Regions from separate parts of the Mus musculus genome. Here region 2 is linked to region 1. Evidence: chromatin contacts called from public Hi-C data. All regions are on one chromosome and are shown on one strand. Each heading gives the region's core, a stretch centred on a gene start, on an enhancer-like site or on the middle of the called end of the contact. The rest is flanking DNA. Distances are from core to core; before and after follow the strand shown.

What was found. Hi-C and Micro-C count contacts between places; a contact is called where the count stands out from the background.
Region 2: a contact with region 1 is called in a Hi-C map of muscle stem cells, with 3 times the contacts expected there. The contact joins the promoter of Cars2 here to the enhancer-like site in region 1. A contact is called at or near these places in 1 of 39 promoter capture datasets (hippocampal neurons), 8 of 484 Hi-C or Micro-C datasets (the C2C12 cell line, the HL-1 cell line, the N1E-115 cell line and 4 more), 4 of 115 datasets of contacts at active chromatin or transcription factors (extraembryonic endoderm stem cells, neural tube, pancreatic cancer cells and 1 more) and 2 of 9 other capture datasets (adipose tissue and pancreatic islet).

The regions. Positions count from the first base shown.
Region 1 is chr8:11,246,006-11,251,194 of GRCm38.p6, forward strand. Col4a1 (collagen, type IV, alpha 1) reads right to left here. Exons shown (of 52, transcript NM_009931.2): 3 at 1,001-1,090; 4 at 858-902. Among named protein-coding and RNA genes, the nearest start is that of Gm32709, 13 kb to the right of the region's middle. Within about 2 kb of position 3,931, at least 55 of the 459 cell types and tissues checked have an H3K27ac peak or open chromatin away from gene starts, as enhancers often do. A contact at or near this core is called in adipose tissue and muscle stem cells, where this site is marked.
Region 2 is chr8:11,547,409-11,552,540 of GRCm38.p6, forward strand. Cars2 (cysteinyl-tRNA synthetase 2 (mitochondrial)(putative)) reads right to left here and starts at 3,363. Exons shown (of 15, transcript NM_001359137.1): 1 at 3,091-3,363; 2 at 2,850-2,900; 3 at 319-436. The coding sequence starts at 3,269.

The DNA of each region.
Region 1 (5,189 bases), core at 2,681-5,180:
TTCAAGCTTAGAACATGAGCGCGAGCAGAGAGCATTCTGGGAAAGAAGCACTGAGACTCAGCTCAAGATTCAGGCTGAAATTTGTTTGTTTGTTGTTGTTGTTGTTGTCAAAAGCTCACTGTTTCTTGCCTCCAAAATCAAAGCTGTGAATGCCCCGAAATAACCATTGCCCCCATTAAATCTCTTGTGGGATCTGAGTTAAAAATTAATGTTTTGTTCACATTAAAATTGTTAACACTTATGAAGAAGTGTTTGTAGAATAGACTCAAATGTATTCGTGGTAGGAGTCTCTTTCTTCCAATTCCTAAACAGTCAGGTATGGTCAACTATATCCGGAGAGTGACAATCACATTTCTCTCTCTGCCCTGTGAGCCCTTGTGGAATGCCAGGGAGTCTCCGCTGACACCAGTGCCCCACCCCTTTCTTGCTATGTAACCATGGCCCAACACTTCATGTCACTGCTTCTGTACTTGATGAAACTCAGAGAGCTTCATCTTGGGGCTTTCTGAAAAGGATGAAGCAGAGAGAGTAAAGAGAGCTTGGCTCTAACAATGTCTCCTCACTGTCAATGATGCCCTCTCGTCCTCTAGTGACTTGGATTAGCTACCCCCTCTCCCAAATTTAAATGTCTCTAAGGGACCCTTCAAGAAGTAAACAGGAGCAAGCAAACTCATACAGCAAGAGTTCTGCTTGCACGCAGCACCAGCACACGGGAAAGAGGGGTGATGGCCCACGACACTGCAGAGAGGCAGGAGGGAAGGCATAGAGGAAACATAGAAAGGCAGCCCTGGGGTGGAGGCTGCACCCCACTCATGACGCCTCGGTCCTCTGTCAGAGTCACCAGATTTTCGACTTACCCTCGTCCCTTTTGTGCCAGGAAGTCCAGGTTCTCCAGCATCACCCTACAGCAGAACAGAAATGCCATGAGGAGGGCTCAGGTCACTGTCACAAGATGGGCGCCATCTGCCATTCACCCTCCCCCCATTCCAGTCAAGCTTACCTTTTGTCCTGGTGGTCCATGTGGCCCCTCAGGTCCTTGCATCCCGGGAAATCCAATGACACCTTGCAACCCTGGCAAGCCTCTTTCTCCCTGTGGGGCAACACACAGGTCAGTCAGGGTAAGAAAAAGGATCAGCTGAGATGGACGGTTTGAGGTGTTAACTTGACCACGTCGAGTCCAGAACTCTGGTGAAGCATGACTCCTGGCTGTGCCTGCAAGGTGTTGTGCTAAGAACAGCATCTCCATTAGTGGGCAGACTGAGGGAGACCTGCCTTTGAGTGTCATAGGCTGGAGCATCAGACAGCGGAGGTGTGAGCCATAACAAAGCAGAGGGCAATTCTTGGTCCTTACACCACAAGTTCAGATCTCCAGTCTTCAGACACACAGATTTTGCCAGCAGTCCCAGGCTCTCAGGCTTCCAGCCTTAAATTCGTTAAGTCACCAGCTTTCAGGAGTCATGTGGTACAACTCCTCAGCCTCCCAATCATAGGAGCCAATTTTATGAGCAAATCTCTTCTCACCTACCTACCAATCCATCCATCCACCCATCTATCCATCCATCCACGTACCCACCCACCCACACATCTGTCTACATATCCACCACCCACCTATCCACACATCTACCTACCTACTCATCTATATACCCACCCACTCACGCACCTGTCCATACATCCACCCACCTGTCTACAAACCCACCTGTCCACACATCCACCCACCTATCTCCCTTCTATATCCATCTACCCACATACCCATCTACTCATCCATCTACACATACATCCAACATGCCAACCACCGTCCCATGCATGCACTCATCCATCCATCCATCCATCCATCCACCCACCCACCCACCCACCCATCTGCTCATTCTATTGGCTGTTCTGCCAAAGGAAATGGACTAAAGTATAAACCTTTCTAAGTCCTTCCCAGCACCGTAAGAGAATACGATGAGTATATGAAAATGAAGGATGAAACCTTCTCCAGATGTTCCATGTTAGATTTCTAATATTTATCACCTGACATAATGGCTTGTAGATACTAGGAGCTGTATAATATGTAAAGTCTATAAAATAAAAAAAATACTTGAGTTTTATTCATTGAGTTGGTTATAATCTCACCCAGCCACTGGTACCTTTTTGCTCCCAACAGATGACATTCTGAGCAGCCCATCCGTGTCTCTCTTTTTAGACCCTTGCAGGTACTGATAAGCAGAGACACAGCTCTGATCTCAGCACACAAATGATCAATAGCTTGACGGTGGGCTTAGATCAGTCTCCTTTTCAACAGTAATTTTTTTTTTCCAACGAAAAGATGAAAGTTTACTGGTGGCCTCTGCCCCAGATCAGAAAAGAAATAAGAAACATGATTTTTAAAATAAGAACTATCATTCATGGCATAAATGTTTGACAAGGGCTGTAATACACTGGGAAAGAACAAAAAACAGAGAAAGTCGAGAGACAGAGAAAAAAAATGTGCTGCTCTGGACCTTAGGCTGACCTTCCAAAGATGAATGCAAAATAAATATGGGCAGAGACAAAAGGAGTCAGACTGCTATGCACTGCGGGCTGGAGAAAGACTGGGGAGCAGGGCTGGGTGTCACAGGAAAGAAAAAAAAAACTGTAAGGTGGGAACACACAGGAAGGAGACACCAACCTTTGAACCTAGAGAGATTAGAGTACCTTGTAGCAGCAAAAGGGAGCTAAGGGTCTGATGGAGGGATGTTTTAGAGACTGGCATATTTAGATTATCAATACAAAAAAAAAACCCATAAACACATTTTATCTTTACTCTGTAGGTAACCTGCTAAAGCTCATTTCAAAGCATGAGAGACTCTAGAGTGGGCCGGCAGGGTTGCTTAAGACTCAAGGGTTTTCTCTAAGCTTCATTAGTGCAAAGTCAAAGGGAAATGACCTGGTTAGGACCCTATTTGCCACTCCCCACCCCCTCAAGTAGCACTTCACGCGCCATGAGGTGCTTAAAAGGTCTCCACCATCACGTGATCAAACGAGACAAGGGAGCATGTTCAAAGACCCGCTTCCCTCCAAACTGTTCAGTTGCTTCAGGGTCTCACCGATCCTCTGGGTCTTTATAAAGACAAAAGGAGAGGGGACATAGTACATTCCTCCACCCCTGGGCCAGCAGCAATGAAACCAACTGGAAGGAGCAGATTCAAGCACACACATATGGATGTGGGATCCTCCTCCCAGACGCCCAGTGAGCGCTGAGGAAGGAAATCCCCACCAAGACTTGTCCAAAGGCAGAGTGAAACATACGTTCACCCTTAGCCTGTCATGGTGGTGGAACCGAGGAGCTGTGAGAACTGCTAGCAGCAAAAGTGCTCTCTCGAAGGGTTTTCAGATGTAGAAAAAGACAACTCAAAAGAGACTATGACCGAACTCTGAACAGATGGCCCCCAAAATAATAATAAAATAAATAAGTAAAATAAAATAAAAATTGAATTGCAAATTCTCAAATAACCCAAACTGAGCTGGGGAGGACTCGAAAATGGAACATTGGCGGAGAACTTTCTAGTGTGTCTGCGGAGTATTTTTAGTCCTTAATTGATATTGGCAGTATCTCCAGAAGACCAGCAGAGATAAGGTTTTTTTATTTCCCATTTTAATCATGGAATGAACGAGGCGGGGAAGGGAGCCAGATGACCTGATTCCTACCAGATTTCCACTGACTCAGCTCTGAAGCAGAATTAGAAATGAAGTCAGCCCACCCCAGGTCCCTTCTTTATCTGGGTCACTAGAGCAATCTGGTTCCCAGTAGCATATTAAACGAATCCACAGCATGATGTCAGCCGGGGAATCGGACCCTCTTATGTTCATGGTGTCCAGAAAGTTCAACACCCATCCTGAGCTGACTGGTCACATGTCACTGGTGACCCCTCACACTCCTGGGAACAGAAAGGAAGAAATCTGAATTCCCAGACCAGCCTTCACCACAAGAACACATTCTTCCCCAAATGTCAGTGGAGGGCTTAAGCAACCACATCTCCCAAGAGTTTTGCAATCAAGTAACTGAGGGAAGTGACGCCTCCTTTCACAAGCCTTTTGCTATTCCTCATTTTTTAATGTTCTCATTTTTTTTTCTAGTAAAGACTGCATGTTCATAATCGGATACCCAGTGCCCTCTCTAATGTTACCATGAGAACAGAAGCAGAATAGAGAGACGGGACAAGCGCTCACACAACTATACAACAAGCTAGCACATGGCGCACACTGCGCTGGAACCAAATGGCTCCATCCTGCTTCTCACAGTTTTCTGCCAGGGAAGAGAGAAGAGCAGCGAGCTGGACATGTCAGAGCCAGGAGTTTCCACACCAGATGCTGCAGCTGCAGTGGGCACCATTCCAGCTGTGACCACCCTTAAGCTCAAGGCCAAGCACAAAGTGGGGGAGGAAGACCCCCTTGTCATCCAGTTCCCACAGTGTGCGACAAGCACCAAGGACAGGGTGGTCACAACTGACCACCACAACCATGGCTTTTCACCACGACAGTGAGCCAGCAACGCTGAAGGCAAGGATCTGAGGGTTCAGCTCAGCAACAGACCATTTCCCTAGCTTGTGGATCCCTGCATTCTCATCCCAGCAACGGAGGAAGGGAAGGGAGAGCCAGAAAGAGAAGCTTGTAAAATATTACACAAAAAAAATTCAATGCAACCACGCTTTGTGGCTTCATTGTTACAAGAAATTAATTATGTCAGTCATAGAGAGAGGAGTCTGTAGGTTTTCAGCACTGAGACAGTAGATGCCTGAAGAGACAGAGATGTTGGCCATCCTGATCTGACCTGACTGTCACACCAAATGCAGATGTCAATTATCCCACTTTGCCTAATAAGTATGTGCCAATATTAATAATAATAATTTTTAAAAACTCATCTTCTCTAGCCCCTAAAGTAATTTTAACTATAAATGGACTTCTAAAATTCAATCTGTATCTATAAAAAAAATTTTAAAAAAAGATTATACAACAAGGAACACCATTACGGCTATTTTCCCCAGTAAAACTTGGAACTTGAAGAGAGGAACAAAATGCCATTGTTTATGAAGATGAAGGGAGGCAGGCCTCAGAGTCATCTCGGGGCTGACACTAGCCATTCCAAATTAGGCTTGAAATAGAGTTTCATGCTGGAGGAACTTAAAATGTTTGCTTACCGTATTATCTACAGCAAGCACATAAAGATC
Region 2 (5,132 bases), core at 2,113-4,612, 300 kb after region 1:
CAGGGGTGTCCAAGGCCAGAGTCAGGGCCCAGGGGGTCTTGGTAGAGCTGGAGTGAGGCACTCATCACAGGGAGGGACGGGGACAAGGGTCAGAGGACAGTGGACACCCCTGGAGGGGGTGCTTCTCCGCTCTCCACTGACTTAACTTCCCTCGGTGGGACCTGCCACCATCTCGGTCTGGTTTTTTTTTTTTTTTTTGGAGAAGAGTCTTCGGGACACATAAAGGGTCACAAGTACTAGGAATACATGAAAGTAGCCTCGGCAGGGAACGGCCGCTCAGCCACCGGCTTGCCGGTCAATGTGAGGGAGGCTGCTTACCTCGTTAGCTCTCTTGATTATTTTGTCATCCACGTCGGTAATGCTCATCGCCATGACCACATTGCATCCAAACACTCTGGTCAGGATCCTCCGGATAATGTCAAATCTAACATAGGAGCTGAAAGAAAAACACTGCCAGGCTGTCTTCAACACACAGAATCAACGGCGTTAATTTACTTATTCTATTTTCTGGCTTCTCGACACAGAGTTTCTCTGTATCTGTGCAGCCCTGGCTGTCCTGGAACTCACTCTGTAGACGAAGCTGGCCTCGAACTCAGAGATCCACCTGCCTCTGCCTCCCAAGTGCTGAGATTAAAGGTGTGCGCCACCACTACCTGACCAGTATTTTATTTTTAACCTAGTTTTTTTGTTGTTGTTTTTTGGTTTTCCATACAGGGTTTCCCTGTATAGCCCTGGCTGTCCTGGAACCAGGCTGGCCTCAAACTCAGAGAGACCTGTCTGCCTCTGCCTCTCAACTACTGGGATTAAAGGTGTGCGCCACCATTGCCCAGCTGTTAAAAATTATGTTATTTTTGATTATCTTGTTTTATTTCATGTGCATGTATTTTGCCTGTGTGTATGTATGTGCACCATGTGTGCATCTGACGGTTGTGAGCCATCATGTGGGTGATGGGAGGAACTTAGTTCATCTATAAACAAGTACTCTGAGCATTACATCATCTCTCCAGGACACAATGTTTACTACTGCTACTATAGTGTCTGTGGTATGAATGCTCTGTGTGTGTGTGTGTGTGTGTGTGTGTGTGTGTGTGTGTGTGTATGTGTGCCTCTCACACACACAGGAGAGGCAGATGTGCAGAATGTATGTTGAGGTCAGAGGACAGTTTTCGGGGCTTGGTTCTCTCCTTTCACCAAGTGAATCTTGGGGATCAACCTCAGGTCATCAGGTTCTTACAAGAGGTGCCTTTACCCAGGGAGCCATCTTGTGGGCCCCATCAGCTTTATTCTTGAAAAGAAATGGGTTACAGTATAACACGCTACTATGTAACTTCCAAACAGTGTTCTACAGTTGATGCTTGGTTCATAGGGAACTAAGCCAAGTACTTTCTTACAAACTGGGTCCCACCTGGAGGCCCAGAAGGGCCTTGTGAGACGCAACAAAAGCAATCACATCAGTTTGGGACACTGTATTGCCTTTTTTAAGATTAAAGCTGTTGGATGAGTTTGCATGTATTTAAGTGTGTAAAAAATCCTGATACAAAACTCAATGTCAAGACTGTTTTGTTCTTGTTGCTTTAGGTCAGGGTTTCTCTGTGTAGTCCTAGCTGTCCTGGAGCTTGCTCTGTAGACCAGGCTGGCCTTGAGCTCACAGAGATCTACCTGCCTTTGCCTCCAGAGCTCTGGCATTAAAGGTGTGCGCCACCACTGCCAAGCAACAAGAGCTTTTTACCACTCTTGTTCTCTCGGATTGTCCCCACTACCCCAGTGCTGGAGGCAGAGACAGGTGGACCCTGGGGACGAGCTTCCCGGCCAGCGTGGCCTGTTTGTGGACTTCCAAGGCAGTGAGAGATTCTGTCTCAAAACAGACAGAAGGTAGCACTTGAGGATGACATCTGAGGATGTCCTCTGGCCTCCACACTTGCGTTTCATTTAGGTCTAAAAATACCCAATTAAGGATGCTGGCGAGATGGCTCAGTGGTTAAAAGCACTGACTGCTCTTCCTAAGGTCCTGAGTTCAAATCCCAGCAACCACATGGTAGCTCACAACCATCCGTAATGAAATCTGATGCCCTCTTCTGGAGTATCTGAGGACAGCTACAGTGTACTTACATATAATAAATAAATAAATCTTTTTAAAAATACCCAATTAAAACTGTGCAAGAGTCAGGCAGTAGGCGTATACCTTTTATCTCAGCATTCCAACAAAGACAGGGACATCTCTGAGTTTGAGACCAGCCTGGTCTATAAAGTGAGTTTCAGGACAGCCAAGACTACACAGAGAAACTCAGTCTCAAAAACAACAAACAAACAAAAAAGTGCAAGACAACAACTAAAATATCAAGAGATGGGAAATGTCAACAAATACTGCTCCAATGCTCCCTGGAGTCTAGCAAGACAGTATTCGGTCAGTGGGTCAGTGGTGGAGCACTTAGAACACTTGGGGGCGCTGTGCTAAGCGGCACTTCATAGACATTTCCAGAAACTGCCATGAAGATGTCATGTTGTCATTTCTGTCTTCACTCAAAATAAGAACCATGATTCCAGCAAGAATGTGATCCGTCCAAGACCAGGCAATGATCCCCCACTGTTGGATTCGGGTCTCTGGACCAACCTTAGAAACATCTAATTCGCAAACGGGTCACTCTCTATTCCTTCACAGTAACTCCAATGGGTATGCAACTCCAAACAGCTATGAAGACCAAAGAGACCAACATTCCGGTGTCTCACAATTCCCAGAATGCAATCATCACTCAGTTCACTTAACAGATTATAAAACAAGCTAACAGTTTACTCTTTGCACAATAAATAACCCTCTGACTTTGTCAAAGGTTCAAATCTAGGAAACTCACCAAGCATGGCCAAGATGTGCATGGTCGTACACAGTCGGTCCACAGCTATACCTGGGAACATATTAAGATCCACCATGTGAGATATGTAAAAGGAGCCCTAAGTCTTCCTTAACAACCTTCACTGAACACGCGCGGTGTTTAAGTGACGCTCGGGAGACCACGTCAGGCTTTCAGAATTGACTTGCCCCTGCGCACCTTCCCGCCCCGCCTCGCTCCGCCCTGCCTCTCCCGGCGCACGCACCAGGAGACTGCGTCCGAGCGGGCCACTATCAGCGGCTCCTTCCTGCCAGTGAGGCTGTTATGCACCTGCACGCCGGTGTCCTGGCCTTGCGGCCGTTGCCATGACCGCCCGCGCCGCCCGAGACCCAGCGCGGCCCGGAGCAGCAGAGCGCCGGGCCCAGGCCCGCGCGCCCGCAGCATATTGGGGACAGATCCAGCGAACAGGCGGAAGGCAAGATCCTGCAGGCCAGGCCCAGCCGGGCGAACCAGAAGCCACGCCCGTTCCTCATGGGGCTCCGCCCACTCCCGGAAGAGGCTACACTCTGCCTGAAGTCTGGCAATATTTAGGCATTTGGGCACGGTGGCAGCGGAAGAGAGGCGGGAACTTCGAACCCTTCCCCATTTTAGCGCAGATCTCCTCGCCTTTCCTTATGGGTAACTTGGGCTCGGTGTACATCATTGTGTCTGCTGCTGGGACCCGGTGTGCCCCGCAATATGTACCCAATCTCAGCACACCACTCCAACACACTATACACCATCCCGCGGTCATCATGTCCTCATTTAAACACCTCAATATGTGCGCCTTAACACACCCTGTACCCCATCATACGTACAGCATATCTGCAAGTATGTACCTTGCCACAATCAGTACGTGTAGATCAATACTACATACCAAACTGCTGTCTGCAACCCTGTACATGCAGTATTTGTGTACTTCTTACTGTTCTATGGGCTTAGAATGAAAGAACCACACCAGGAAATGATCCTTTCCTCAAGAACCTGTAACTGGAAATGCCTGTTGGAGAAACGACTGCCCTTCCAGAGGACCCGGGTTTGAGTCCTAGCATCCACACGGCTACTCAAAAGTTTGTAATTCTTGTTCCAAGAGGGGCCAAGGCTTCTTCTGGACTCATCAGACACTACATGCATGTGGTCCGCAGACAGACATCCAGGCAAAAATACCGTTACACATAAGAATAAATCATTTAAAACTTTTTAGAGTCAAAATAGTGGCATCCATCGATAATCAAAGATTTTGGGAGAGAGATACAGGAGCAGCAATGAGTTCAAGACCTGCCTCAGCTGCAAGAGACCCTGCCTTAAAAACAAATGAAAACGAGAGCAGAAGTCTATCGTTCATCTCTTGAGGACTGTTTGGAGTTACATTCAAATTACCCCCACAAATGCACCCCTACTGGTGGCTTACAAAAGTAAAGAGTCCTTTGCTTGTCCAGTCAAGTCTGTCTGATACTAAGCATGCTCAGGTCTTTCAGTATTTTTGGTCTTCCCCACCCTTTTTTTTTTTTTTTTTTTTTTGGTTTTTGGAGACAGGGTTTCTCTGTGTAGCCCTGGCTGTCCTGGAACTCACTTTGTAGACCAGGCTGGCCTCGAACTCAGAAATCCACCTGCCTCTGCCTCCCGAGTGCTGGGATTAAAGGCATGCGCCACCACGCCCGGCCTCCCCCCTTTCTTTGATGCTCTCTTGAAAGGCAAATGATTAGGCAGACATGTTGTTCCCTACTTTTTTCCTGAAAGTTCTGTCCTCTAACTGCTTGCCCGAAGCTAGACTTCCAGGTAATACAGACTGTGTTCTATGCACTATGGTAGTCAAATTCGTGGTCTCCAAATGTCCCAAGTTCTCCAGGAATATCATTCTTCCTCACAGTTACCTGCCATCGTGGCAGTTTGTCATTGTAAATGTGTGTGCACTTATTTGTCTCACTTCTATGGCAATGTGAACTTCTCTTTCTGTACCCTGCACCCCAGTTGCTGAGCAACGGTTTCACTCAGTAGCCCAGGCTGACTCTAGCCTACCTGGCTTTAAGCCCCTCCTGCCTCAGTCTCCCCCAGTTTGGGGACTACAAGTGTGAGCTTGTCCCTCTCCTTCAGTTCGGAACTGTAAATTGAACTCCTTGCTGTATCCCGCAAATTCAGCAAGGAGCTTGGCCTGAGAAAGTACCCCCAAAACTTCCTATGCAGGCAGTGAGATCCCTGATAGAGAAAGCGTTGCCTCTGATATGAGGTGTGCCTGTTTAAAACCCAGAACCCGCAGGCCAGAATGCC